Regions from separate parts of the Mus musculus genome. Here regions 1, 2 and 3 are each linked to region 4. The links are chromatin contacts, called in public ChIA-PET and HiChIP or PLAC-seq maps. All regions are on one chromosome and are shown on one strand. The core of a region is the stretch at or near the end of the contact, and the rest is flanking DNA. Distances in the headings are between cores, read along the strand shown. Region 1 overlaps Foxo3 (forkhead box O3). Region 2 overlaps Cep57l1 (centrosomal protein 57-like 1). Region 3 overlaps Foxo3 (forkhead box O3). Region 4 overlaps Armc2 (armadillo repeat containing 2).

The links. ChIA-PET counts read pairs in DNA pulled down with a chosen protein or histone mark. HiChIP or PLAC-seq counts read pairs in DNA pulled down with a chosen protein or histone mark.
Region 1: a contact with region 4 is called in a BATF HiChIP or PLAC-seq map of CD8 T cells, with 9 read pairs. The contact joins two enhancer-like sites. A contact is called at or near these places in 1 of 39 promoter capture datasets (the C10 cell line), 15 of 484 Hi-C or Micro-C datasets (the HPC-5 cell line, cardiomyocytes, cerebral cortex and 7 more), 6 of 115 datasets of contacts at active chromatin or transcription factors (CD8 T cells, the HPC-7 cell line, cardiomyocytes and 3 more) and 1 of 9 other capture datasets (adipose tissue).
Region 2: a contact with region 4 is called in an RNA polymerase II ChIA-PET map of effector CD8 T cells, with 7 read pairs. The contact joins two enhancer-like sites. A contact is called at or near these places in 1 of 484 Hi-C or Micro-C datasets (embryonic stem cells), 3 of 115 datasets of contacts at active chromatin or transcription factors (effector CD8 T cells, embryonic stem cells and memory CD8 T cells) and 2 of 9 other capture datasets (liver and pancreatic islet).
Region 3: an RNA polymerase II ChIA-PET map of memory CD8 T cells shows a contact between it and region 4, with 30 read pairs. The contact joins two enhancer-like sites. A contact is called at or near these places in 2 of 484 Hi-C or Micro-C datasets (bone marrow-derived macrophages and nephron progenitors) and 7 of 115 datasets of contacts at active chromatin or transcription factors (bone marrow-derived macrophages, embryonic stem cells, fibro-adipogenic progenitors and 4 more).

What each region holds. Positions count from the first base shown.
Region 1 is chr10:42,189,685-42,195,065 of GRCm38.p6, reverse strand. The region is part of intron 3 of Foxo3 (forkhead box O3); the gene reads left to right. Among named protein-coding and RNA genes, the nearest start is that of Gm38485, 82 kb to the left of the region's middle. Within about 2 kb of position 1,850, at least 52 of the 459 cell types and tissues checked have an H3K27ac peak or open chromatin away from gene starts, as enhancers often do. A contact at or near this core is called in CD8 T cells and effector CD8 T cells, where this site is marked.
Region 2 is chr10:41,748,030-41,753,668 of GRCm38.p6, reverse strand. All of the region lies in intron 2 of Cep57l1 (centrosomal protein 57-like 1), which reads left to right. All of the region lies in intron 1 of BC048559 (cDNA sequence BC048559), which reads right to left. Among named protein-coding and RNA genes, the nearest start is that of BC048559, 4.1 kb to the right of the region's middle. Within about 2 kb of position 1,403, at least 76 of the 459 cell types and tissues checked have an H3K27ac peak or open chromatin away from gene starts, as enhancers often do. A contact at or near this core is called in effector CD8 T cells and memory CD8 T cells, where this site is marked.
Region 3 is chr10:42,218,708-42,224,037 of GRCm38.p6, reverse strand. All of the region lies in intron 2 of Foxo3 (forkhead box O3), which reads left to right. Among named protein-coding and RNA genes, the nearest start is that of Gm38485, 53 kb to the left of the region's middle. Within about 2 kb of position 3,862, at least 103 of the 459 cell types and tissues checked have an H3K27ac peak or open chromatin away from gene starts, as enhancers often do. A contact at or near this core is called in memory CD8 T cells, where this site is marked.
Region 4 is chr10:41,976,948-41,982,451 of GRCm38.p6, reverse strand. Armc2 (armadillo repeat containing 2) reads left to right here. Exons shown (of 18, transcript NM_001034858.3): 6 at 1,855-1,931. Among named protein-coding and RNA genes, the nearest start is that of Gm33058, 21 kb to the right of the region's middle. Within about 2 kb of position 3,416, at least 78 of the 459 cell types and tissues checked have an H3K27ac peak or open chromatin away from gene starts, as enhancers often do. A contact at or near this core is called in CD8 T cells, effector CD8 T cells and memory CD8 T cells, where this site is marked.

The DNA of each region.
Region 1 (5,381 bases), core at 601-3,100, 210 kb before region 4:
ACTCCCGGACCTGTTGGGTCATGGCGATTGACTTTAGAGATGTAGGTACATTCTGAGGTTTATCTCCAGTGAGGAAGACTGTGGTTGTGGTTTCTGACATGAGAATGTTGAATTTGTCATTGTAAGTAGAGACCACTTCCCTGTTCACCAAACCTGCGAAAATGTCCTATCAGCTTTTGTCTGTTTCAGTTGGATGTTCCTGGTTAAACAGCATGCTGTGTGTGTGTGTGTGTGTGTGTGTGTGTGTGTGTGTTGGTGTTGTGTTTATCAAAGTTATATGGAAATCTATTAAGGGAGATTTAAATATATAATAGCCTTCAATTTTATTAGTGCTAAACTTAGCACTAATAAACTTAGCTTGTTTCCACTTTATTAAAGGCAGACTCTCAGCCTCACCTTCCCTGACGAGTGTCCCCAGCCCCAGAGCCCCATCCTTCTGGTTTGCCGCTGCCTTGGTATTTCTCCAGACTGGTTTGCAGTGTGCTGACCCAAGGTCATGTGGCCCCATTGAGGCTAAAAGGAGCAGCCCTGGCCAGGTGACATTTTACTGAAGAACCTCTGTGACAGGCTCTGGAGATCTGGGAGTCTGATGTGTAGCTGTGTGTTGGTAGCGTCACGTCCTGGGTGGGTAGCGCCCCATCCTTCACCCATGCTTGTGGACTTTTCCATGTACAGGAGCGGGAGACGGGACTTGGTGGCTGTAGTCTGGGCTTTCAGTGAGCCCTCTTAAGCTTGACAAGACCCATGCCGGATGACTTAGCATGCCTTAGCATGCTGGAATTTCTTGGTCATCCCTGCCTACAATCTCACTGTTACACATTTTCCACTTGTTTTTACTATGAGCATAAAAATAAGGTCCTGCTACTTCAGGAGCTCCAAAGGTCAAAGGTCAGGCTGAACTCAGATGCCAGCTTCTTGTTAACTATCCAGCAAGACCTCTCCTTTAGTTCGTGCCTGTCTTCAAGGGCCAGTTTCTCAGATGAGCACCCACCTCAGCACATTGTCTCTGGGCTCTACTCTGAGGGGACCTGCAGGTGAAAACACCTCTGCAGCTCACCCAGAGTTGCACAGGGTCCCTGTGGCGGAAAAACTGAGCTTCGCAGATGGGTCTGTGGGATGGTGTCCTGCTATTTGTCTCTGAGTCTCTCCAGGCTTACTTACACAGAGGGACAAACGTTTACACCTCCCCTGCAGAGCCCCCCTTTTGTAAGAACGTGTGGGGCACGATGTTTTCTCCCATGATCCCGTAATCTCATGGCAGACCACAGTCAGCCTTACACTGTTTGCAGAAGGCAGCTGCTTTCCTTGACAACCAACTCTAGTTTAGGTTTCTTTTCATGCCTTCTGGGGCTTTGCACTCAAAGTCCTGCTTGCCATTTGGGGAGTACACATTAGAGAGGCTGTCAAAGAGAGATTCTGCCGCATGGGCTGGTAAGGTTTGGAGCCTTACCAAAGTGTTCCTTTAGCATCTCTGAAGCTGGGCAGTGGTGGCACACGCCTTTATTTAATCCCAGCACTTGGGAGGCAGAGGCAGGCGAATTTCTGAGTTCACTACAAAGTGAGTTCCAGGACAGCCAGGACTATAACAGAGAAACTCTGTTTCAAAAAACCAAAAGAAAAAAGAAAGAAAGCATCTCTGAAGGGGGCTGCGGTCGGGCTTCACTGTGGGAGAAGCCTTGCCTCCCATTGTTTCGGAAGCCAGAGCCAACCTGAGCTATTCCACTGTTGTAGGAAAGAAACCTGGCTCTTCCGTCCTGACAGGCACCCACGGTCTGACCTCTAAGGGCTGGTGGTCGCTTGTTTTGCATAACACGAAGACAGGAAATCCAGTCACCATGCTGTGGCTCTGGCAAGCCTCAGTTGGGTGAACATCTGAAAGGTCAGGCTGTCTTCGAGGTGTTGCCCCAGTGCTAAGCACTGCTCTGTAGACTGAGGAACTGCTGGGCTACAAGAGTCTGGTCTGCTTTTATCTCCTCCCCTCCCAGCAAGAGACATGACCCTCACTCTAACCCCAGATCTTCTGTTTGTTTAGTGACCTCTTAAGCCTATGGTGTTCATTTGTTGAAGGGCAAGAGTCTTTGGTCATGATGTCTCCGGGTAATGCCAGTGTTTGTAGAGAACAGGCTCTAATTGTCAGTCTCTGTTTGATTGAAGGTTTCTGTGCTCCTGCCGTGTCCCCCTTTGCCTCCTCCCCCTCCCCCCTCCCCTGTCCCATTCTTTCACCCTCTTCCTAGTGAAAGGATTCTAGCCCATACATTTTCTTTCTTTTTTTTTTCCAGCTAAATATTTATCTCTGGAGTATTTGATTTGGTTCCTTAGGGAAGTTAATGGCCAAGGAGACCCCCAGCCAGAGGCACTCTTACACTTAGGTTCGAAGTCAAAATCCTAACTCACTCTTTGGGGCCTCTAGTAAAGAACATGGCCCAGAGGCTCACTGGAGCATCCGTTGATCTTTTGTATGTTTGGAAATGATCAGAAAGCCGTGCAGACCAACAGTCATAAATAGTCAAAAATGTGCTGATGGGCCTGTTAGGTGGTGGAAGTAGAACGCTAGCTGTCGCTGAGTGCCGTGGCCAGTGGAGTTCCCTTCAGGCTGCTCTGCAGTGCAGGGGGGCACAGAGGTGGGCTCCACGGGAAGGCAGAGTGTGGGCAAAGCTCTCCGCCTGAGGAGACCCAGCATCCGGTCCGTCCTTCCTGCTCACTCTGGTTTCCCTCCTCGCTGGGCTTTGGCCCTCATCTGTTTCACCCTGTCTATGTCTTGATCCTACTTTAGAGATGGATGTGTAGTTTGAACTCTGGAATCTGAAGAACTGATTTTTGTTCTGTTGGAAAATTAGTCTCTCAAGATCCAACGTATATATCTAAAATAGGAAAGAGGACTTTGGTGAACCGTCTTCTGTGCCTGGGACCCGGCCCCTCAGTGAGGTGGTGTCTCCACTCCACCCACCTTCAGGAGGCCGTGAGTGTCTCACCCTGCATGCTGTCATAATTCACCCCACCTCACCCCAGGGTCACACCCGGGCAAGGTAAATAGGAACTATTCAGGTCATGGCTTAGGTCTGTGAACATTTCTTCAAGGCTCCAGTTCTCTTCTGTAGATGGTGGATCTCTTCCTGTGACAGCAGCATGAGACTGAGTAGCAAGACCTTTAATGGTGGGATTTGAGGGCTTTATATGGTGGGCTGTACAGAAACACAGGAAGACTGATTCCATGGGTGAGAGTCTGTTGAATGTTTATATGCGCCTTTTACTCAGTTTCATCTTACAAGAAACAGGAGTTTTCTTCCTGGAAGCATTATCAGTCTGCACTTGTGCTCCGCAAGCAGAAGGCTCTGCTGGGTGCCGGAGGTCCTAGAACCTGCAGCATCTGGGGATTGCAGTGAGCAGGGAGGAAAGTAGGGGCCGGCCACTCAAAGAGCCTGGCTCCTTCACTTAGCTAAGGCTTCATGCGAACCTGTTTTGTTTTGTGTTGTGTTTTTACTTTAAGCTCTCTTTGGGAACACTGTCTTTCAGTCACAAGGATTTGTGCTCTCGAGAGCAAACTCTGTGCCTAAGGCGATGCTCCTGAAGTAGCGAGTGTTCCCGGCACTCACCGTTGTGAAGACTGTCCCGCTTTCAAGGAATTCAGTGTTGGGATCTCAGAGTGTGGGTAGGCATCCTGGGCACTTGATGTTTGTGCCAGATGTAAGGCACAGGTGGAGAACATCTGGGGAAGGCAGAGTGAAGGGCTGTGCGGTGGCTCACCTGGATAGGAGGAGAGTAGGCTGGGCGGAGCGTCCCCAAGGTGACCCCCAGGAGAGAGTGGTGGAGAGAGTGGAGGATCCCGCAGGTCTTTGCCAATTAAACTTTGGGGTACAATAGTTGAGGGTGATTAACTCCTACAACCACCACATCCTCTCAGAAAGTAGTTCCTTTTGGTTGGTTGATTTGGGTTTTGCTGGTGGTGTTTGTGTTTGAGACAGGATCTCACTATGTAGGTGGCCTAAAACATGCAGTGTAGACCAGGCTATCCTTGAACTCACATGATCTGCCTTCCACTGTCCCCTAGTACTGGGATTAAAGGCATGTGTCACCACACTTGGCAAAAGTGTTTCTTTTAAAAGACCAGAATCCCAACTTGGCATATTATTCTATGAGTCGGAAGCGTCTAAGAGTCAAGAGCATATGCAGTCTACAGTTTTGCCATCCTGTCTGCACGGAGAGGTTCTTGCCGTCCCTCAAGGCAGAGACAGGCAGTCCTCTGCTCTCTTTAGCCTCAGTGATTCCTGCCACAGCTCTCTGTCCTCAGCTGTGAAGTTTGAAGATTGCTGCTTCTCTCAGTTTCCCTGCATTTTGTCAGCTCAGCACAGAGGCTAGCCAACGGGACAGGCAGACAAATCTAGGCGTCAAAGTGTCCTGGAAACCAGAAGCTCTTGAGGTGCTCTGTCTTCTCAGCCAGGCCTGGAAGCTTTCCCTGACACCTGGAAAGCTCCAGCGTGCTGAGGAGTAGAGCACATCACAGTCCAGCCCAACATGTCACCAGTCTCACTGCAAGCTGTGCTTTCTGTCTTTCAGTGTGTAGAGATCGGTGCCTTTCCCATGGTTAACAACACTTATCTGTCTGTGTCCTGGTTCAGCCACCTGAACTCAATAAGCCAACTATCAGAGACAAATAGGTAGCAAAGAGCCCAAAAGGGGTGGATTATTCATTGAGGCCGTGTTGGGAAGGGGGACGAAGGAGCCAGAGACTTCCCCAGGTCTTGAGTTGGGCATGCTGACTGACAGTGGAGCTGGGGTTCAAACTGAAAGTAGGAGGTGCTTTGCTCAGCAGCCCAAGGACTGTCTCATGGCCACGCCTCCCCTGCGAGGTCTCTGACCAGTTGTAAATGTTGCTCTTGGAGATAAGTTCATCTCTGGCTGACCTCAAGGGCATTTCCTCTCCTGCAGGAGATTCCTGGGGAGATTCTAATTTCTTGGGGTCCAATCTCTCAACGGTCAGCCAAAGAGGCAGCACAAACCTCCCTCAGAGCACAGCCATTCCTCCAGACAGGTTGGTTTCACAAGGTCCAGGTTTCCTTCTGGAGAGCTTTGTCACCAAACAAACCTGCCCTCCCCTGCAATTAGAACCTCCTTGCCTGCCTGTCCCTCAAGAGTGCTCACTGCCTGTCACAGCTCCATGGCAGCGTTTGCCAAGATGGAGCTTTATACAGATGGTACCTCCTAAGTCCCCTCTCTGGCCAGCATTGCATGGCCAGTCGTAGGCCCGGGATGGGACGTGCAGAAGCCAAGCCCCAGATATACTGCCTGCCTCCGGGTCTCCCTTGCTTTTTCCGGTGATGCATTGTGTTTACCTTTGGAGTTGAACTCCACAGGAACGTGTCAAAGTGCGGTGTAGCATTTGG
Region 2 (5,639 bases), core at 154-2,653, 230 kb after region 4:
CCTAAAGTGTCAAACATTGCATGGATGGTTTATGAAAATAACCAGCTCTTGAGACCAACTTCAGACCCGCATGCACTCCCATGTTTATCCCTGGCTTTACAATGAGTACACCTGTAGCTGTAAAGGGTTGCACCACTTGGCTCCCAGTGGGTCGAATGCATGCAGGCGCGTACACACACACACACATACACCATCTAATTTTTGACATGTGTGACTAGCTCAAAGGCTGGGCACTCCTAAACCTTCCCTTAATAGCAAATGACCTCCTGCAGTATTCCTGAGACTCCTAAACTTCCGCCTGTCACCCTAATCCCCGAATTGGCCACTTTCCTGCATTCTTACATGGCTTGTTGGCTTTCTCTCCTGCAGCTCTTATGTCCCATCCTTCTCCCCCAAGTCTTCCTTCTCCTCCCTCCCCCACCTCTCGCCCTAGCCCATGCAAATCTAAGGGTCTTGCCCCATATCCCTTTGCCCAGCCATTGGCCGCTGGTATCTTTATTAATCGATCAAAAACCAATCGGGGACAAGGACCTTCAGCATTTGGACATGCAGATTCCCAATTTGAGGACCAGGTTATTTCAAAGCATTGGAACCAATCCCCAATATAGACCTGTCCTGAGAACTTCCCATCACAGCCCTTGCTGTGTCTGAATTTGTGCCCAGCCTCCCACCCCCACCCCCAAGGTCTCCACCTAAAAGTTTGTTTTAATGGGGTTTGGGTATTGCAGAGACCTATCGGGAATGAGCATAAATCACCTTTGCAGAAGAGTCTTTTTTGTGTGTGACGTAGGAAGTCAGAGCAAGGGCTTTCACATGGTAGGAAGCACTCCACCATTGAGCGACATTCCCAGAATGATTTAAACATGAACTTCAAAGAATTCCTCAGTTCTATGAAATTAATTGAAAACCAAGAATTCTACAATAAGGCTCACTGGTGGAGTACCAGTTAGGGATGTGCAAGGCCTGGCTGTAATGCAAAAAATGAAGACATATGAAATGGAAATTCCAAGATGCACTGTGATCACACCTGTAATCCCTGCTCTCCGGAGGCTGAGGAGGGAGGCTCTTAAGTTCATGATCTGGGTGCTTTGAGCAAGACCCACTCACAAAAACGAAATCGCTGACCATAAATTAACCAGCCACTGCAAACAGGTAGCAGACCCCACACATGACAGAGATTGAGTTCTCAAATTATCAAAGAAAAGTAAGTTTGTCGAGAGACTTTTCTGTAAGAATATGCTGCTAGCAAGCTACTTTTAGAATGACGGCTTTGCTTCTGTTTACCATTCCAGAGGACAGAGCCCACCAAGGTCGGGGGGGCAAGGCGGCTGGAGCTTGAGGCCCACCCAGCAGTTAGGAACAGGAAGTAGAACAGGAAGTGTGGCTAGGCGCTCCTCTCAAAGCCCGCCCCCAGTGATTACCTCCTAAAAGTTAGAGCATTCTTGGCTTGCTGGAGAGTGAGTGACTGAGACTCAAACTCAGCAACCTCTAAGAAAGTGAAGTCATGTCCAGTGAGATTAGAGAAAAACCGTCCTGTTCCGCCTGCCTCTGCAGGGAGTTTGGCTGCGCTTCCCACAGAGCTGACTCAGACGCTGAGGCAGGTGCTGGGCTTCAAGGAAGCAGAGACGCCACTCCCAGAGTGGAAGTGCAGGCTGAGGTATGAGAAGGCCGAAGCTGACTTCTGGGCCCCCGGAAATCAGGAACAAAGTATTGGGGGTCCACAGGGCCTCAATGGGGCTGGGACTGGGGGCACCCAAACTCATGGGCATCTGGGTGTCACTGAGTCTCGAGGAGTTGGGAACAGAGTCAGGGGCCTGCGGGCTGAGGACAGCATCTAGTCTGGGGTGGGGACCAAGGGGAGCTCTGGTTTAACTCAGCAGTGATTGTCCTTAGCTTTGTGGTGGTTGTGGCTTGAAGCGCAGAGAAGCCTTCTACAGGAGAATTAAGCGCGGTAGTCAAATGCCTTCTTCATGGCTCCCCACGGCAGATCTTGATGAAAGAGACAGTCCACTGTTCTAAGCTGTTTATTGACGACTGCTCATCGTGGAAAATGGATACATACCGTACCATGCCAACTTCTCGGGTGGACCCGAGATTAAATACCTTTTGCTGGGAGATAGAATGTCTGGAAAGGGAAGCTTATTGGCTAAACCCTCAGGGCCTGTAGGTACTTCATTAGCATGGAGAACTCTGTTCTGTGCCTACATGACCACAGATCAAGCTTCCTTATGTGTCGAGTGCGACTTGTATTCCAGGCCTGGAATCTGGCAGGGAGCGGTGGAGTTGCCTAAATCTCAGGTATATGTCCACCAGGTCTCTGGGTCTCAGACCCACTCTACCTTACCAAGCTTCTTGTCATGGTTTTACCATCCCACAGAGAAGCAATAGTCAAAATCAGTGACAGCTGGGACATTTCTCACACTGATGTAGGAAGGTTTTAGAAGATAAATAAATCCCAAATAGGGCTATGGAAAAAGAGAGTCACACCTAAACACACCATGACAGTTACTGCAAAGCTACAATAGTCCCCAGAGAGACAGCCAGCCAGCCATGCTGGGAAGGTGGAAGATAGAGAGAGCATCATAGTGCTTCCAACCCAGAACCAGACAGCAGCGTTACCTTTCTTCTTAAGACTGCTCAAGACTTACATTATTTTCCATTTGTATGTATGTGTGTATGTACAGGAATGTAGGTGGAGGCCATAGAGGCCAGAAGAACATAGCTGATCCCATGGACTTAGAGTTCCAGGGGGTTGGGAGCCATCTGATGTTTAAGTGCTGGGAACAGAACTCAGATCTTTTGCAGTACAGCAAGTGCTCTTAAAAGCTGAGCCATCTCTCCAGCTCCTGCACAATTAACTTTTAAAAGAATGTAAGAGAGATATTATGATGCAAAAATTAATAAAATTTGCCCTAATGCTAACTAATCTGGACTTTAAGATGCAGACTTTATGAAGGAGGAATGTAGATGCAGCAAGGAATGGTGAGGAGGCACGGTGGCTGGGCTTGGAGTGACAGGAAGCCGGCCCCGTCATGGAGGTGCAGTGTTCAGAGTATTCTTGGGACCAGCCACCACAGAAGGGAGGGAGGGAGGGAGGGAAGCAAGCAAGCAAGCAGGAAATGTGAATTTCAGAGTGGAGTGAAGTGTCAGGAAAGATTTCACAGGTCCCCCTGGGTTCTGGAGCTGAGGCTGTCCTTCAGGTACGTTATGTTAACGTTATGCTCATGTTATGTTGGAGCAAGAGGGGCCTGATACAGAGTCCCCAGAGCAGACAAGGCAACAATGGAAACAAATGCCATAAATGCCAAGTTGTTTAAGTGAAAAATGTATAAGTCCATTTATGTAAAGTTTAAAATCCATGAATACCAATACAGTAAAGGTGTGTGCCAGTGTACTACAGTGTTCCTTTAGCTATATGTATTGTATACAATTTTACTTTTATGTGTATGGGTTTGCCTGTGTGTATGTCTGTACACCATGTGTGTACCTGGTATCCTCAGAGGCCAGACGAGGGAGTCAGAGCCCTGGAGCTGTGGTTACAGTTCCCTGTCATGTGGATTCCGGGACCTGAACCCAGGTCTCTGAAAAAGCAGTCAGTGCTCTTAACTGCTGAGCCATCTCTATAGCCCTGTAAGCACAAATTGTGTCTTATAAAATCAAATTCTAAGATACTAAGAAGAAACCTGTTGATTACTCTTGTTTTCTTTTTGTGGTAGGGTCTTGATGCATAGCCCGCACTGACTTAAAAGTCACAATGCTATTACAGAAGAACTAAGTTTAGTTCCTAGAACCCACATCAGGCCGCACACAGCCATCTGTGTATCTATCTCTATAGGTGCCATGCCTCCTTCTGGTCTCTGAAGGCACCCACAGATACATATATATACATACATACATACATACATACATATGAATAAAAATAAAAGAAATATTAAAAAATTTTTGACTCTTTTAGGTCTTTGGATTATGCCTTAATATTTCTGGTTTTCTTGGTTTTACTGTACATGTTTATGTACCTAAAGAGTGTAAACAGAGGGGCTGAAGTCTTGGCTCAGTGGTTAAGCCTGCTTGCTAGTGCTCTCGTGGACCACCTGGGTGCAGATCCCAGCACCCACCATTTGGATTCTGGTTGTAGGGGATCGCACACCATCTGGCCTCTGATGGCACTGCATCAAATGGCACACCCACGTGTATACATGCAGGAAAAGCTCTCCTGTCCATAGCATAAAAACAACCTCTAAAAGAATGTAAATACAAAAATACAAGTGGCACCATATGGATTGGGCTACTTGTAATTTTAGAAGTTTACTTTTCCAAAGTGTATGTATGTAGAGAGACAGAAATACATACCCCAGAGTTTGGGGGGCAGGGGAATGGGAGGGGAGAAAGAGAAACAGAGAGAGAGAGAGAGGGAGAGAGAGAGAGAACGAGAGCATGTGCATGCCCAGTTCGCCTCTAGCCTTAACTTGCTAGTTGAGGATGTCCTTAAGCTGCTGATCCTCCTGCCTCTGCCTCCCAAGTGCTAGGATTACAGGTGTGAGCCACCGTGCCCAGCAAGCTACATTAACTTTATAGAAGCCAGGGATGCTGAATAATTTCCTTATATGCTCACAAGTTGTCACAAATGGTTCTAGACATAATGGTTTCCCTAGTCTTAATACAAATGAGACCCACGTTGCCCCTACTTGCATATTTCTACAAAATTCACTAGGTTCCCTTGGTGCCTTTCACGGCTGGAGTCTATTGTGTGTTGTTCTCTTGTTCAATATTTTTAAAATACATATATGTGTGGGTATATGCAAATGAATGCAGGTATGTGAGGGGCCAGAGGTGTTGGATCCCTCTGGAGCAGGAGTTACAGGTAGTTGTTTATAGGGTGCCCATTGTGGGTGCTGGAAACAGAACTCTTATCCTCTTCAGGAGCAGTATTTTAATGGCTGAGCCATCTCCCTGGTGTCTAAGGTCCTTTTAGTGATGCTAGGTAGCTCTGCCCTTTGCCATACAAAATGCTTTTCCATTGTTTTCAGAAACTTCTCATAGAGATACTTGTGAATATGTCGCTTATAGGTGCATCTTCCCACTCTCCCTACCTCGCCTTGCTTCTCTTCCCTCACTCTTCCTCTTTCCTTAGGTCCCATGAACTAGAGAAGGTTAGAATGACCTGACTATATGCAGTTCAGAGCCACACCTTTCCCTAACCAAGTAGGGCTTTGGCTTTTAGGTGAGACTTTGTAGTTGTTTGTCTTCCACCAGAGAGTTTTCCTCCTAGGATTGCTCAGCTGTTTCTGTAAACAAACAGCTGCTAGGTATGTGTGCTTGATTACAGCACAGGAGCACGTTGTAAGCAAGAACCCACACTACAGTGGGAACTTGTCAACCAGAGCCTGTTGTGTTGTGCTGACAAAATACTGAGGTCATCAGTTTATCAGGAAAGATGGCTGGGCCTGATGGTGCTTGCCCGTAATTAACCTGACCTACATAACAGTTTTAGACCAGTCATTGCTACGTAGTGAGATGACTAGGGATTGGGGATGGGTGGTTGGGGGAGTGGGGTATCATGGCTCATGGTTTCTGTGTGGTTGGCTAGCTATCCCTAGCTAGCATTGAAAGATAGCATTGCATAGAAGTCACATTGCAGA
Region 3 (5,330 bases), core at 2,613-5,112, 240 kb before region 4:
CAGACCCCTTTGTCCTGCAGTTTCTTCTTTGCTGTCCTTGCCTGTGGGGCCTGGTCCAGTTGCTGACCTCCCTGCCAGATCTCTGCAGAAGAAACAGCACAGGGTTCTTTAACAGTGGCTCTGATGGCGTCACTGCTGACTGCCCATCTGACATTATGTAAAATGGTTCATTCTTGTGAAAAATACATATAGGACAGAAAACATTTCAAATGATTTTATCATTTGTTCAGTGAACTGGCTCAGAAGCTAATGTTGTGTCTTTGAAAATGACTTTTTCGGGTTGGAGGGATGGCTCAGTGGTTAAGAGCACTGACGGCTCTTCTGAAGGTCCTGAGTTCAAATCCCAGCAACCACATGGTGGCTCACAACCATCTGTAATGAGATCTGATGCCTCTTCTGGTGTGTCTGAAGACAGCTACAGTGTACTTACATATAATAAATAAATCTTAAAAAAAAAAAAACAAAAGAAAGAAAACGAAAGAAAACTTATTCTTTCTAAAGGAGCACTGCTGCCTCCCAGCGCCAGGCTGTGGTGGTCTGAGCACCTCTCCCAAGTCTCCCAAGCAGGGTGCTATTGTATGAGCTCGCTGACAGTTTCAATCTACTCCCCTAAAAATGTGGTTAGCTTGGAAAGAGTGGGCTTACTTCATGTGTAAGCATATTTTGAGCTTCCTTAAGACATTGAAGCATAATACAAAGCTGTTGGGTATATGTTAAAAAGCTACCGGGATTCTGCCCCATGTGCTTAAATCCCCAGCTCTTGTTGGTTTTCCTTTATTTCAGATTTTAAAGTAAATGTTAGGCCTCAGTTACTTCATCTAATGAGTTATGTACACCTTGAAAACATGGCTGTATTTTTTCAGTTGGCCACATTGTCATTAAACAACTACCCGTAGTTACTTTTTTAATGGGTATAATGTAATACCTAATGTATAATTTTTTTAAGTCAAATTTGGGCCAGGGATGGTGGCACGTGCCTTTAATCCAGCACTCGGGGCAGAGGCCAGTGGATCTCTCTGAGTTTGAGACCAGCCTGGTCTTTGTACATAGTAAGTTCTAGGTCATCCAGAACTAGATAGTGACACCCAGCCTCAAGAGATAATATAATTTTTTGTTTTGTGCTTTCAAGATAGAGCCTCTCTATGTTGTTCTGGCTGTCCTGCAAGTCACTCAACCATGCTGGCCTCGAACTCACAGAGGCCAACCTTTTATCTGCCTCCCAAATGCTGGGATTAAAGGCACGCACCACTACACCTGGCCAAGAAATACTCTAAAGTTTGTTTGTTTGTTTGTTTGTTTGTTAATCATAATGGTTTAAAGAAAAAGGCTTAGGAAAGGCCATTTTTGGCGCAGAAGCTATCTCTCTCCTAGTGAAGAACAGTTCCCAGCTGCACCCTCCTTCCCTCTTGGCCACACCCTTGAGGAGTTTGAGAAACCAGGTGAGTTGTGTGCAGAGCAAGTGCCCCACATTCTGGATGGATCTGTTTTCTTGTGGGGATTATGTTTCTCTCTCACCTGAATTTCCTGAAACTGGAAATGAATCCTGGGAGCTCGATTGCATTGAGGTCCAGCCTTTTTAAGTACAGTGTGTGTGTGCCCCATTGTGTCACAACAACAGGAAAAACCTCCTTATTAAATAAATAGAAGTAACGTATTCCTGGGCACTGAGCTTGAAGCGCTGGTGCTGGGCTCCCGGCACGACAGAGAGGAGTCAACTCTAGTCTTAGCTGCCTGGAGTTGCTTTTTTGGAAGTAAATCCTGATGGGCAGCCTGACAGAGGGACAGTAACTACAGGGACAGTGACTCACAAGTTAACTCTCCAGAGCCAGCGGTTGCCTGTGAAGCCTGAGGAGGGAGGTTAGCAGTCTGAAAAAGTCTCAGAAATGGCCTTTCCCAGATTAACGTGCTCCTGCTTTCCTGCACGGCGTTTTATCACAGTCTGTGAAAAATCCTCTCTTAACCCAGTTAGAACGGGCCCTCAGAGCTCTGTAGCTTCCCATGTCTGAGCGAGGCTAGCCATTCTCGCCCACTGACCCTGTTGCCCCCGACTGAGCCTTCTGATAGAGTGTCCAGGGAGGCAGGAGCTCCTGGGGGCGGGACACCCAGCACCTTTCTTTTGGAGTAACCTTGGCTTGGACAGGGGTTCTCCATTTCACCAGGACGGACGCTGGAACTTTAAAGTGGCCGTCAGCTGGGAACACCTCTGACATGGGATGTTAGCGTGGTAGCATCATTAGCTGGGGACTTAAACATAGGAGGAGAGTCCTGTCATAAATGCATCACCCGCTGAGCACGATGTTCAGTGGGGTCCAGGTTAATACGTGCTGTGTGCTCTGTGCCCACGTACACCGAGTGGAGGGATAGTGAGCAGTTACAGTGCGGGTTGCCATGGTTAAGGAAACAGAGGTAATCACAGTGAATGATCCTGAGCCCAGCTTTGTAAGAAACTGATTCAAGTGCAAGACATAGGGGGAGAGGAGGAATTTGTCCGATTAGCTGACTTTAAAAAAAAAAGATTGTATGTTTACTGTAGACAAGATAGTATTTAAGGTCTGTAGAGCCTAGGAGATGCTGAGAAAACTGTTTCTACAGTAAAAGCTAGAACGTATTAGGGTAGCAGACAGTGTGTTTGCTGCCTGAAGGTCACATACTTGCGTCATTACAAGTCTGCCCCCGTTGTGTGTGTGTAGCACAATGCACTCTTTGATGCCGGGTGCCGCACTCTCATGTGGAGGACAGTCACGTGCTGCGTTTTCTTCTTTCAGACATTAAGAACATGATCGGTTCTCAGTTTCCAGTTTTAAATGGCTGGTGAGGGGGAGATTACCTAATGAATGGCCTTTGTCTATACCTTTGTGCTATTTTTTTGCTTTTCTTACTATACAGGAGTCAGTTTGGTTGCAACCTCTTAAAAGGAAAGTTGAATCTCCTAGATCTGGGGACCAGCTGCTCAGAGCAGACTGCAGACCCTTCCCTCTGACTGGGCCACTCACGTTTTTAATCACACAGGAGTTTTGACTACTAGGACAGAAGCCTGTGACTTCGTTACATACCACTGGAGTAGGCTCTACTGCTAGGTTGCTCACATTGCTCTGCTTATTTGACCTTAGGAAATAATGTCACCCCTGTGTTTGAGTTTCTTCCTCAATAACGTTAGTTAATAGTGTAGAATAAGACATGGAGAAAATGAAACAGTAGCAACTTACACTGCAAGTCCATGTACAGGCACAGTGAGGTTATAAGGATGGATGGGTGCTGGAAAGGCTGTTCTTCCAGGTGATAAGAGGATATTGCCCCAGGTGACTCAGGATTCCAGAGATAAGACTGAGCTGAGGGGTAAGGAAGTGGTGACCTCATGCCAGCCAAAGCCCCCGAGACGCACAGGAGGAGCTGTGCGGAGGGAGGACCTCGAAAGGGCAGGACCTGTCTGCTCATTTCCTGAACTGTCCCCAGGGTGGTTGAGGTTAAGGCCCAGGCTTTGCTTCCTTTCCATTTTGGCTTCTCTTTAGAGAAACAGCCAGCTCTGGTGTGTGTGTGTGTGTGTGTGTGTGTGTGTGTGTGTGTGTGTGTGGGTGTGTGTGTCTGTGTGGGGGTGGGTGGGTGTGGGTGGGGGTGGGTGGGTGTGAGTGGGGGTGGTGTGTGTGTATGTGGTGTGTGTGGGTGGGTGTGAGTGTGTGTGGTGTGTGTGTACATGGTGTGGGTGGGTGTGTGTAGGCTGCCTCTACAGTGTGATGGGCACCTTCTTCCGTCCCCTGGTTTCTGACAAGGAATACATTCCCTGTGCCATGTCTCATTCTCTGTGTGACTTAATGCACTTGCAGGTGTTGGGTGCATCAAGCACCACCCACTGCACACGATCAAGCGAGCTTCATCCTGTCAAGTGATCAAGCGAGCGGGGGAATGCAGACATGAGCTAGGCTCGGCTGTCCTTTCACTACACCTTTCCAGAGAAGCTTTAAAGAGGAGAAGTTTGGGTGGGGACACACACACAGCATGCTTGCCCCATAGGCTCAATATTGCTCTCTGATCATAGCCCCTCCCCGTGTTGGGACGGCCTGGGGTCAGGGGATAGAGAGTACATTAAGCCCCCTAAGACCTTGTGTCTTTATTTGACTTTATTGGAAATTTTTTACTTATTTTTTAGTTATGTGTATGTGTGTATCTACATGTGAGTATGTGCCCATGTACACATACATGTAGACGTTACCTGTAGATTTCGCATGTAGATAGTACGTATAAGTGAGTGCAGGTACCTATGGAAGCCTCAGGCGACATATCCCCTTGGAGCTAGGGTTACAGGCGGCATGAGCTGCTCAGTGGGGGTGCTTCCAACTGGACATGAGGTGTGTGATACGTTGCATTCTGAGAAAGAAGTGGACTAACCCAGCCCAGCCTTTTTATCACTGCATGTTGGGAGGTGGCCTCCTTGGTTAGACATGTATGGACATCTCTGGAAAGTTTCAGGAGGAGGGCTAGAGTAAGAGTACGACCTGATGATGATACCGTTCCTTGATGAAACCCAGGAAGCTGAATCTGCTCAGACGGGAAGCCCCTCCCCCACCCCCATTGAGCCTCACATTTCACACTGCCCCTGTTCCCAGCCTTGTACTCCCTGAAAGAGTTTGAGAACTTACAGAGCCTAGGCACCCTGGTAACTCTTCAGTGTCCTGGACATTTGGAGTTGAACCACTGAGTGTGAGTCACATGCTGAGAATGAGCAGAGTCGGGGTTCTGAGTGTCGCATAGGCTCTGAGGTTTCCCCCAGCGGAAGTATTTATTGTTGTACCACATTACATGCATAACAGCTTATGTTCTGTTGCCTGTTTTTAAATGTATTTAACGTGTGTGAGTGTTGTCTGCATGCATGTTGTGCCTGTATCATGAGCGTGTCTGGTGTTCCCCACAGGCCAGAAGAAGGCCTTAGAAGGCATTAGATCCCCTGGAAGTGGACTTACAGATAGTTGTGAGCCACCACATGGCTTCTGGGAACTGAGCACAGGTCCTCTGCTAGAGCAGCCAGGGCTTGCTCTTAACCACTCAGCCTCTCTTTTAGGTGTGATGCGTGCCCTGGGGACATGAAGCATAGATTCTCGAGGTTCCTCTGGGTGAGCAGTGCAGGACACAAGAGGAAAACTGAGTCTGGAGCGAGCACAGGGCTGGTCCTGGCTGATGGTACAAGCTTGTGATTCCAGCATGTAGGAGGCAGAGGTGTGGGCCTGTAGGTCCAAGGCTAAGCTGGAGAGCAGAATGAGTTCTAGGCCTGCCGGGGCTGTATGATGAGACTGGAAGAAGAAGAGCCACAAAAACAAACAAAAAACCCTAAATCTAGC
Region 4 (5,504 bases), core at 2,167-4,666:
CAGGGCAAGCACCGTTTCACCTTGAGCCACCTCAACAGCCCTGTTATTTGCATCTATTAGTTACAGATAATAATGGGTTCCATGACAATTGTCATGCCCGTATCTGATGGATTTTTTTTTCGTTTCACCTCCATTACCCTCTCTCGTCCCCCCTCCCACTCTTGTTGAGCATATGTGAGTGTGCACGTGCGTGTAAGTGTGCATGAGTGTGTGTGTGTGTGTGTGTGTGTGTGTGTGTCCCAGTGAGTTCCATTAGGGTTGGCTAGAAGTGTGGATGAAGGTTTGTTTATAGGAGTCTGGATGCCTTACCCATTGCTACATCACAGAAGACAATTTCTCCCCCTCTCCCATCAACCATTAACTGTGTGAATCCGCTGGGGGAGGGGGCAGGGTGTAGGGTTGGTTTTGTTCAAATAGGGTCTCATGTAACTTTTTGTTGTTGTTGTTTTGGTTTGGGTTTTTCAAGACAGGGCTTCTCTGTGTAGCCCTGGCTGTCCTGGAACTCACTTTGCAGACCAGGCTGGCCTCGGACTCAAAGATCCTCCTGCCTCTGCATCCTGAGTGCTGGGAGTAAAGGCGTGTGCCACCACTGCCCTGCTCTCGTGTAACTCATGAAGTCTTGCTTCGACAATCTTTCCATGGATTGAGTCCTTTTGTTCTGTCTTTGAGGGAATTTGTCTTCATGTTCTCTGTTTTATTGGCTAGGAACATCTTGCTGCAAAAATTCAGTTGTTTCAGAAAATTAGAGCCTTTTTGTTTTAATTGGTCCTACCAAGTTTCCCTATTTTATGACAAAGAGAAACATCTGGACTTTAAAAACAAAACCAAAAACATGTTGACAGGGAAAAAAAATACTAAAAGTTATGTGAAGAGGCTAAATCTGGGGCAGGGGGGTGGTGGTGGAGTAAAGACCAAGGGCAAGCACTCAGGAGAAGAGGCAGGAGGATCTCTGTGAGTCTGCTGCCAGCCTGGCCTCCAGAGTGAGTTCCAGGACAGGCAGGGCCACACATAGAAACCCTGTCTGAAAAACAAAACAAAAACAAAAACAAAATGATAATAACTTATATATTTATTATTATTTAGATTATTGTTGTTAATATTATTAAAATCAGTGTGTGGAATTATCAAAAAGAAATTGTGTCAGACTTGCCATTTTAGCCTGAGTGACCTTGGGAATTTATACAGATCTTTAAAAGGCAATACCTTCAGGTCAGCTGTAAGTGGGGAAGCCAGGCAGCAGAGTCAAGTGCCTCCATAGCTAGCCAGGCTACTCGTACGCTTCTCATCTGAGGACTGCCCAAATACACTGTCTACTTTTTTATTTTTAACATTTAAAATATTTCTAAGAGTATTTTTAGAGACTATTAATTGACTTGAGTTTTAAAGTGGGAATGGGACGTGCTGTGGTGCAGTGGAAAGAACAGTGGGTTGAAAAATCCCGAGCTCCGCATTCCAGAGCTGACCCTGCTCATGTGACCTTGGACAGAGCAAGCTGGCTTTCCCTTGGCTGGTTTTCTTCCTCTGTTTCTTGTTGTAACAGCGGCCTCTTGTGGTCCATATCATTAACAACAACCACCACTACCACTACTACCTCACCCCCCAGTCAATTTTGGATTTTTAAATTTATTTTTTATTTTTGGTTCTTTCCAGTGTTATATTTCATACTGTTAAGCCAGCAGACTTGTGTTCTCACAGATAAATCTTAGGAGGCAAAGGCAGGTGACAGCAGACAAATGGGCACCAAACCCATCTCTTAAACTAGTCTCTGTAGTTTCTTCCAAGCCTGACATGAACAAATTGCAGTTTATAAAAATGAAAATACTTCTGTGTCTCATCCATTGCTCTTCCTCCTAGGGACCCTGGGAAACGGCGTGCCAGGGCCTCCTCGTGCCCTAGCAGCTCAGACCTGAGCAGGAAGGAAACCAGGGCAGGTGAGTGTGCCTCTCTGCCCTCAGCATCATAGCAGATGAGAGTGCCTCTCCTCCTTCAGCATCCAGAGCAGGTGAGAGTGCCTCTCCTCCTTCAGCATCCAGAGCAGGTGAGTGTGCCTCTCCGCCTTCAGCATCCAGAGCAGGTGAGTGTGCCTCTCCGCCTTCAGCATCCTTCATTCTCAAGATCTTTGTGCTGTTAAACAGTGTGACTTGTTTTTCAAAGACAAATGTTAGGTGGAAGTCAAGGAGAGTCTAGAGTGCCACACCGAGCCCTTAGTAACTCTGTTCGACAACTTCAGGAACTGGATCCAACTTGCTCAGAAACCATTTGTTTTCTAAGTTTTCATTTTTCACTGCCGTCTTAAACCAGTATCCAGGTCTGCTGCCTTCAATGTAGACAGAAACTCACAGAAATTATAGCTTGAAGGTATCTGGAGGGTTTGTGTGCAGATTTAATATCAGTGTAAATCTAAACTTAAGTTCAAAAGCATTGCCCACTTAAATGAAGAAGGTTTTAATTCTTCAAGATTTTTTGTTTTTTGTTTTTGTCTTTAAAATAAAGAAAAAGATACAAATGTGGCACATTGTTAACATTGGACCAAACTAGTCAGGGTAGGACAGCTGTCTGTTACATTAAATGAAACTATATTATGAAAGCCCTTTAGGGACTTTATTCTGCCTGAGGAAATATGAAATAATACAGACCAATGGTTAGAAATGGTGCAAAGTCAGGCAGTGAGAAAAATGAGCCAGGGAACATTTGTTACACTATACCACTGTAACATTGTAACACTGTAACATTGTAACACTGTAACATTGTAACATTGACTGTACAACACAAGCAGCAGGTGAAACCTTAAGTTGTGGAAACAAGAGTTAGGGAGCTCTGTGTCACACCTAGAAAAACAAACATGCTGTCACCCCCATTTCAAAGGCTGGTGACCCCCCCCCCCATGGGGAAGGATCTAGATAAGGCAGGCATAAGAAGGTTTTAAGCCTTCAAGGTTTTTGTTGTTGTTGTTGTCTTTAAAATAAAAAGATACAAACGTAGCACATTATTAGCATTGAACCAAACTATTCAGGGTAGGACAGTGTCTGTTATATTCTTCATAGTTTTTTTTTTTCATTTCACACAAAAGTTTATGTCGGGCTCTATGAGTACACATCTATAATCTGAACATTTTGGAAACAGAGACAGGGTTATGAATTGCAGGCCATTCTGAGCTACAGTAAGACCTTGTCTCAACAAAAATAAAAAATGATGATAAATGATATCAATCTAGCACCGTGTAAAAGATGTTATCTTCAAACTAGCCCCTCACCAGTAAGGAGACAGTTAGTGGTCACCTGCAATGTATCTAGAACTCAGGAGAATCTAAGCCTTCCAATTCCCTAGACAACATTGTTGCTAAGGGGTTTACGTTTGCATGCTAAAAACACCAGCCAATGCTAACAATGTATCAAGCTGTTGGGTCCAAAGCTGAAAGCTGTGGTTAACAGCTATAACCACGGAGACAGCAGAATCTTCAAAAACAGGCAGTATTTCTTGCCTGACTTACCCAATTTTCCTGTTGAATCATTATTTTTATATTTAGCAAGCAGTGAACCTAGATGAAAGTCCTTTTTAAAATTTGAAGTTGTTCCCCAAGACTGGGCCACACTGTGTGTTTGTAGACATGCTTCAGTTTCTAGAATTCACTGGGGATAGGGTATGGAATGGAGGTGATGGGGGCAGTGAGGACCACATGGGGATACAGAAGCAAGGCCATAGCAAGACACAACCACATTAGTGGGGATTCCTGGGAGACGACCGAGAAGAAATTCTTATACCACAGTGTTTAGCTAACTTCTCAAAATGAGTCTGAGAAGTCTCAGAAGGGTCTGGAGGTAACTAAACTTGGGTGATTTCTGACTCATCTTGATAATCATTTCTTCCTGGGGGGAGCATGTTGACTGATTTCACTCTTCCTGGGGAACTAGTTGATCGCTCAGCTTTACATTGAAAAGCACACTGTGTAGGGGTTTCGTTTTGGTTTTTTGTTTTTTTTTTAAGACCACATGGATTTAAAGCCTGAATTTCTAGTAATTTGGGGTTTTGATGTGTTAGAGCAGGTTCCTACTCCAATAGATGATGCCACAGCTCAATGTCAGAGTCTTTTTCTCGAACCCTTTACCATATTTTTTGAGATGGTCTCTCGTTGGACATGGAGCCACATTCTGGCCACACTGAGCTGGTCAGTGAGCTCGCAGGATCTGCCTGTTTCTGCTCCTCTGCTCTGGGGTTACAGCACCATGCCTGGCTTCTTTTATATGTGCTGGGGATCCAAGCCTGGGTCCTGAAGCTTGCAGCAGCAGGTGCCTTACCCACCGAGCCATCTCCCCAACCTGCTTTCTAGCAAATTTAAGTGTTTCCTATATATGTCAAGGAAATTGACTGTTGTTGACTTAACAACTTCTGGCTTTTTGTTTGCCTTCTTCAATACTGAGTCTGTTCATATCCTTTGGCCTCTAAGTGGATTAATTACCTAGGACTATGAGCGGCGGTCTTCTTATACTGCGTGGCTATTTGTATTTACTTTTAGAATTACATGCTTGTTTGTTTTGTTTGTTTAATGTGAGTACATGGTTGCTCTCTTCAGACACACCAGAAGAGGGCATCGGATCCCATAGCAGATGCTTGTGAGCCACCATGTGGTTGCTGGGAACTGAACTCAGGACCTCTGGAAGAGCAGTCAGGGCTCTTAACCGCTGAGCCATCTCTCCAGCCCCATGTGCATGTTTTATCCAGTTCAAGCACACTCAAAAATCCAAAAAGCAGAGATGATGGTCTACAGTCTTTTGTCTGCCATTCTGAAAACCTCAACATCCCAAACGTTGAAATAGCTCTAGTGGCAATGGCAGATCCGACCAGAGCTGTAGTGTTGGCCCCTCTAGTGTGAGCGTTCACGTGTTACGCTGGAGGGTGGTGCTCCGAAGTCCCTGTTGTGAACACTGCTTTCATTCTGAGATCCAGGCATTTCTGAAGCCTGCACCACACCTGGCCCAAAAGTTTGGAAAAGGAACTCTGGGCCTGCACTCAAGACTAATTCTGTGCTAAAGACAATTCAATTTTGTTTTATGATGAAGTCTTGCTGATAGGTCTGCACAGATTAGCCGGTCTTGCTGTTTTGCCTACATTGTATCCTTACCATTTAAACACAGTTTAGTTGTTGAGACTTCCCTGTTTGCATTTGGTGCTCCTGAGTGTCCCCAGGTTCAGCCTGCCAGGCCTCCATTGGCAGTAAGAAGGTTTGATAAAAGGCAAGCTTAGACTCGCAATAGCCAGTAGACATTCCTGAAAAGCAGCGGTGGGTCCTGAGCATTGGGAGGAAGGTGATAATTGTACAGCTTCCCTGATTCTCTCAGGAGTTATCGGCCCTGTGTGGGGAAAGGTTCGTATTTGGAGGCTTGGAGATTAATTTCAGACACCGCTGAGTTCAAATAGATTTTTTAAACACATGCTATTGTGCGTTATACACTGACTTCTCTTCAGCTTATACAGACAAGGGAGAAGAGTTCACTGGATTTTTAAAA